2 separate regions of the Rattus norvegicus genome follow, and region 2 is linked to region 1. A link is a contact called in public Hi-C data. All regions are on one chromosome and are shown on one strand. Each heading gives the region's core, a stretch centred on a gene start, on an enhancer-like site or on the middle of the called end of the contact. The rest is flanking DNA. Distances are from core to core; before and after follow the strand shown.

Region 1 (2,896 bases), core at 154-2,653:
CAAATAGACTTCTCGGTTGGAGTTTGCAGGAGCGAAGAGCCTGACAAGGCTAAGTAAAACTATGTGGCTCTCAGTGAGTGGCCCTGTCCCAGAATGTGACATGGAGGGCTTAGGAAGTCAAGGAGAGGGCAGTTGTCACTGTCGTGCCCATTTATTGACTTTCCTGTCAGCCAGCTTCCTGTGAGTCTTGTCCCCATTCTGTTGCCAAGCATAAGCAAAAGTCATGCTGTGCAGACACAGAGGATAGAACGTGACGCAATTCTGACACATTCTGACACCCTGTTCATGCCATCTCCCATCACTAGGAAAATGAAGCTTTCCTGAGACTCGGCTGCCGCATCTTTTGCTCTTGCATTATTTTTCTTGACTTGGGAGTTCATCTGGGTCCCTTTCCGTTATGAAAGCAGTATGATAGACTTGCTGAAATTCTGCTTCAGCCAACACCATGACGTGTGGCCACTGAGGATACTATAGGTAGCCCCCAACTCTAAAACTCTGAACTTGTGGGTCATGACCCCTTTGAGGGGTTCAGCAACCCTTTCATAAGGGTAGACTGAGAACACTGGAAATATCAGATATTTACATTGTGATTCATAGCAGTAGCAAAATTACAGTATGGAGTAGCAACAGAAAGAATTCTATGGTTGGGGGTCATGACAACACGAGGAGCTCTGTGAAAGGGTGGCAGCACTAGGAAGGTCAAGAACCATTGCTCTAAAAGGGGACACCTGCTTCCCCCACCTGTGGCTCCTGCAGAGGCCTGGAACTCACTATTTAAAGGAGCTAGAAACTCAAATTGGAAAAATTCATCACAAAACCAGCATATGACGTCATTCAAAACAGGCTGGAAGAGACAAAGCAGGCCATCTCGTAACTTCTGGTAACTATACTTTCTAAAAATTATCTGCCCCAGGCACTCCTTCCTGAAAACCTCATAGCCCTAGTCTGACAGATTCAGACCAAAGTGAACCGAGGCACCTCCTACCAAACACTGGACCAAGGCTCTTTAAAATCATGAAGACTGGCAAATGAGGAAAGTCAGACTGTGTCACAGGCTGGCTGAGACTAAGACGTCTTGACTCCCCAGTTGTCTGAACAGCACCCATGCAAGCATTCACTTGTCCATTCTGACAAAGGCAGTGAAAGCTGCGACAGACTGCGGGCACAGGGGGATTCTCTGCCCTGCATTGGCAACCTTTCTGCAAATCTCAAGTTATTTAGAAAGAAAATAGCTCATTAAGGACAAAAGTTCCCTTCTAAGCCCAAGATAACCTTTGGCTGTTATGATTTCAAGAGAAAGATAGGTTTCCAGCATCAAAACAAACGCTGTCCTTGGAAGCATCAATCACACAGTGACGAGTTGCGTGGTCATTTCCTTTGGAGCAGATGGTGCCAAAGACTCCTAAAGTGGGGCCGTAAGCACGTGGCTCCTCTTGCAATGGCCCTGTGCAAAATGTCTTCTCTCCTGTTGGTGAAGAGTATTCGGTGCCCTCTTTGCACTCTGACTGCAAAAGGGTTCAGAATTCATAGGCAGGGGGTTGGGGAGATGGCTCTGTTGGTAAGACATTTGCCTTACAAGTTGAGGACTTGAATTTGGATCTCTAGAATTCAAGTTTTAAAAACAGTCCTGTGTGAAGCATACCTGGGATCCAAGTGCTGTGAAATGGGAAGCAGAGACTGGGGGGTCTCCATGGGCTTAAGAGCCAACCAGCCTGGCCCATGTGGTGTTCCAGGCCACTGAGAGACAAAAGGTGGAGGGCACCTGAGGGCCAGCACCATAGGTTGTCATGCCATGAATACACCCCCACACATGGATAACCCTCCCCACCACATATACGCGTATCACTTGACCTAGGCACAGTCTGAAGGCTGACATTTTGCTTAAAGTTATCTGGTTTGATCTGCTAAGCTGTGGCTTGGGGTTTTGTGAGATGAGATTCAAAAGCTCTTCCCCCTTTCACTCCCATAAACATTCTCAGTGTCAAGAAAATTGATGCTCCCTCCACAGGAATGATATCACCCTGAAGAATTCCCAGGCAATTATTCCTCCTTGCAAGGAAATAGCCTCTCCTTTCAGGGCCCAATCAAGCAACCACAAATCAAAGATTGTTGGATATGTTCCACTAATAGCACAGAAAGCCATTCAGCTGGAGTCATCTGAAGAGGGAAATGGCTTAGATATCTGTGGTCTCACAGGAAAAGCTTCTGTAATGTCAGTTTGCAGTTACCAAGTGGCTCAGTGGAGTCAAGCATCAGATTTCTCAGAGCGAGGGGTTATTTATTACCCACAGAACCATCAGACTTCCCCTTGCAGAAAACCAAGAGTCTTTTCAAGATGAAGTAAACATTAAAGGAGAAGCAACACATATGAATGCCTGCTTTCTAGTTCCCGTTGTGTGAAGGGAAGGGAGGAGGTACCTTCTGGGGTTCTCTGCAAACTCCTCAGGATTCTTCCTCCTTCAGTCTTAATTAATGAAGTTGGATGCACTAGAAACATTCCATTGGGTTGAGGCCCAGCTTCCAAGACAGTCTCTACTCAAATGAGGTCCTATATCAATCACTGTTATTAATCTAACAGAAGCACCTATTTGGCTGGGGTAAGAGGACTTCTTCCTACTCTCTTTCTTTGTGATTATTAAGGACTGAAAACTCCATGAATCCATAGCCTTGGCCAGAAGTGGGCATAGTACCCATTCCTCTGGTTGTAGTGGTTGGTTTAAAGACAGGACATGTGACAAAATCCTGTCCTATCAGATGCCTTTCCTCAGTTGGTTCTAAGAAGAGTTGGTGATGAAGGCATTTTATGCCAGGGAGCAGGGAGGATGGGAGTCGAGGGCTGCTAGAGGCTGCTGCCAGTCATGTGAAGAAACCCATCTGAACTGAAGAGAATGGGAAA
Region 2 (2,896 bases), core at 174-2,673, 150 kb after region 1:
TCAAATACTGTCTCCACCTCTAGAGAATGGTGTGATTCGGATAGTAGTCCCATAATCACTCTGAATCTGTTTATTTGTAAATGAGACAATAATGTAGCGTTGGGAGTGGGTTATCGGGAGATCACACCAATGGCCTGGAGCTACAATTCTTCTTTGATTAGAAGTCTTCTACCTCTTTCTTGGGTTGCCTTTTCCAGCGCCTAGCTGAAACCTTTTTCTCTCGGGTGTTTTGAAAGCAGGATACTATGCATTGACTGGTACGAACAAGGGCAGTAACTTCCCAGGCCATTTGGCATCCCTGGCTTTCTCTTTGAAGAAAATGTCCCCAGGGCTAGTTTGGGAAACAGGCTGAGTGAGTTGGGGGTCGACAAGTTGGCGGCGACCAAGCATCCTCCGGGCAGGTCCCGCGGGCGCAGCTGTGCGTGCGCCGCCGAGGGTGGCGGCGACAGGCACCCCGCCCTTGGCCGCCGCCTCGGCGTGTCAGGTGCCGTGAGAAGCGCGGGAGGGGCGGCCGCGAGCAGCGCCCAGGGAGATGACTGGAGCCGACTTCCCAGAAGCGGCGCACGCAAGGCACAGCTCCGCACGCAATGGGGAGGCGACAGCAGAAACTTTTCAACCCAACCGTTTGCTGGCGTACAGAGCTGCCTCCTCCTCCTCCCACTCACCGCCCCCTCTCCGGTCTGGCGCTCCAGGACTGCCTCCAACACCCAAGCTTGGAACACTGCCTGGGGCGACCTGAACTGTCACGCATGTCCAGCAGGTGGCAGATTTCCTGTCGTTTCAACGCGGGAAGCCTTGCCTTCTGAGAACTTTGTGTGCAGAAGGATGGTGCACGCCTTTGCGAGGGGGGTGGGGCGCGGAGAACTTACAAGGTTTCCAGATCTCAGAGGTAGAAAGAGATCCATGCACACAAAGGGCCACGACTGGAGCGCCAAATGCTTTGCAAAACCTTAAGATAAATGCAAGGCAAACCAAGGTGTTCTGTTCTTAAAATGGCAAGTTTCTTTTCCTGGCTCGGTGCCTAAGGATCATGAGCAAGGCACCAAGCTCGAGTCACCTGGAGGAGGAGGGCGTGCTCTTGGTTGCGCTTTGCCCCAGCGCGCAGAGGCGTAGGAAATTCTGGGGAAAGCGTGGGGGTCTTCACTAGGGAATGACTGACGACAAGCTGTTATCGCCAAAGGAAAACTTTACAAGGCGGCTCCTAATAAAGTTGCCAGCTATTGTTTCAGAACAGTCCCGGCCGGCGGCGCAGACGTCCCACTGGACCACCCTGGGTCACCCTGAGCACAGACTTGAGACCCAAGTCCCAGATCTGTGGACTTTCGCAGTGCGTCCCGCCCCTCACGCCCCACCCCTTAAGGTCCCACTTCCTCCAGTCTTTAAAACCCCGGAGTAGAGGGATGGCGTGTCGCCTCTGGGGTGCGTTGCAGACACCTCTGCGACGCCAGCTTGAAAGCCGCCGGCGGGCTGGGATTTAGCTCCACTTTATCAACTCCCAACCCCTCACCCATCTCAACCGCAACTCCAACTCTGTGAGAAAGTCCTGACTTTGCGGAGCCCCAGGTGCACTGGAGCTCAGCAAACTTGAGACACTTCCCCCCTGTCCTCCATCCTAATCTAAGTTTAGGTTCTGACTGAGCCAAGAGTGGGTGCTAAAGCAGCGGGCCTCAGGTGTCTAGGACTCCGGGTCCTTGGGGACTCTCAGGTTGAAGTCTTGCAGAGTCTGGGCAGAGGCTCCAGAGCTTCTCCCAGACCCCACTGCTCTACACCGCTGGAACCGCGCTTCATCGCAGGTCAGTCTGTCCACGGAGCCACCTTCCCGAGCCTCTTCAGAGCAGCAGTTCTTGAAGGTCAGGGGTTGGGCATTAGGTACTTTAAAAGAGACCCGCCCGCCTGTGTCTGCCATTCACTCGCATGTGTGGGAATTCTGGGAACCGTTAGGCAGCCGGGGATTTGGAAGCTGGTACGTCTCTGCTGGAGGCTGGGTTGGGTACGAAATGTAGTTTTAAGCATCTTGCCTAGAAAGCCAGTCTTTACCCGAGCTATGCACCGCTTCTCCTCTGCTTAACCCCAGTCTGTAGCCCCCATGCTGGGACTGAGACGCGGGGCGTGGCGGGGGCGCTCTTCATTTCCTTTGCACACCTGAGTGTCACGTTTTGCCTTTGTGTCCCCAGCATGGCCACCAGCCTTAGTGCAGACAGTCCACAGCAGCTGAGCTCGCTGTCTACCCAACAGACCATTCTTCTGCTACTCGTTTCGGTCCTGGCCATCGTGCACTTAGGCCAGTGGCTGCTGCGCCAGTGGCGACGGAAACCGTGGTCCTCGCCCCCGGGTCCCTTTCCTTGGCCATTGATCGGAAACGCGGCGTCTGTTGGCCGGGCATCGCACTTGTACTTCGCTCGCCTTGCGAGGCGCTATGGCGACGTTTTTCAGATCCGTCTGGGCAGCTGTCCCGTGGTGGTGCTGAATGGCGAGAGTGCCATCCATCAGGCTCTGGTGCAGCAGGGCGGCGTCTTTGCGGACCGGCCTCCCTTCGCCTCTTTCCGTGTGGTGTCTGGTGGCCGCAGCCTGGCGTTCGGCCACTACTCAGAGCGCTGGAAGGAGCGGCGACGTGCAGCCTATGGCACGATGCGTGCCTTCTCCACCCGCCACCCGCGCAGCCGCGGTCTCCTCGAGGGCCACGCGCTGGGAGAGGCTCGAGAGTTGGTGGCAGTGTTGGTGCGGCGCTGCGCCGGTGGCGCCTGCCTCGATCCGACGCAGCCGATCATAGTGGCGGTGGCTAATGTCATGAGCGCTGTATGCTTCGGCTGTCGGTACAACCACGACGATGCCGAGTTCCTGGAGCTGCTCAGCCACAACGAGGAGTTCGGGCGCACCGTGGGCGCGGGCAGCCTGG

Evidence for each region. A called contact is a pair of places that touch in the nucleus more often than the background predicts.
Region 2: a contact with region 1 is called in a Hi-C map of the A7r5 cell line, with 4 times the contacts expected there. The contact joins the promoter of Cyp1b1 here to the enhancer-like site in region 1. A contact is called at or near these places in 8 of 12 Hi-C or Micro-C datasets (the A7r5 cell line, the Rat2 cell line, hepatocytes and 4 more).

What each region holds. Positions count from the first base shown.
Region 1 is chr6:20,944,613-20,947,508 of GRCr8, forward strand. No RefSeq gene overlaps it. Among named protein-coding and RNA genes, the nearest start is that of Atl2, 55 kb to the left of the region's middle. Within about 2 kb of position 1,404, at least 6 of the 93 cell types and tissues checked have an H3K27ac peak or open chromatin away from gene starts, as enhancers often do. A contact at or near this core is called in the A7r5 cell line, where this site is marked.
Region 2 is chr6:21,093,142-21,096,037 of GRCr8, forward strand. It overlaps Cyp1b1 (cytochrome P450, family 1, subfamily b, polypeptide 1), which reads left to right and starts at 1,424. Exons shown (of 3, transcript NM_012940.2): 1 at 1,424-1,793; 2 at 2,175-2,896. The coding sequence starts at 2,176.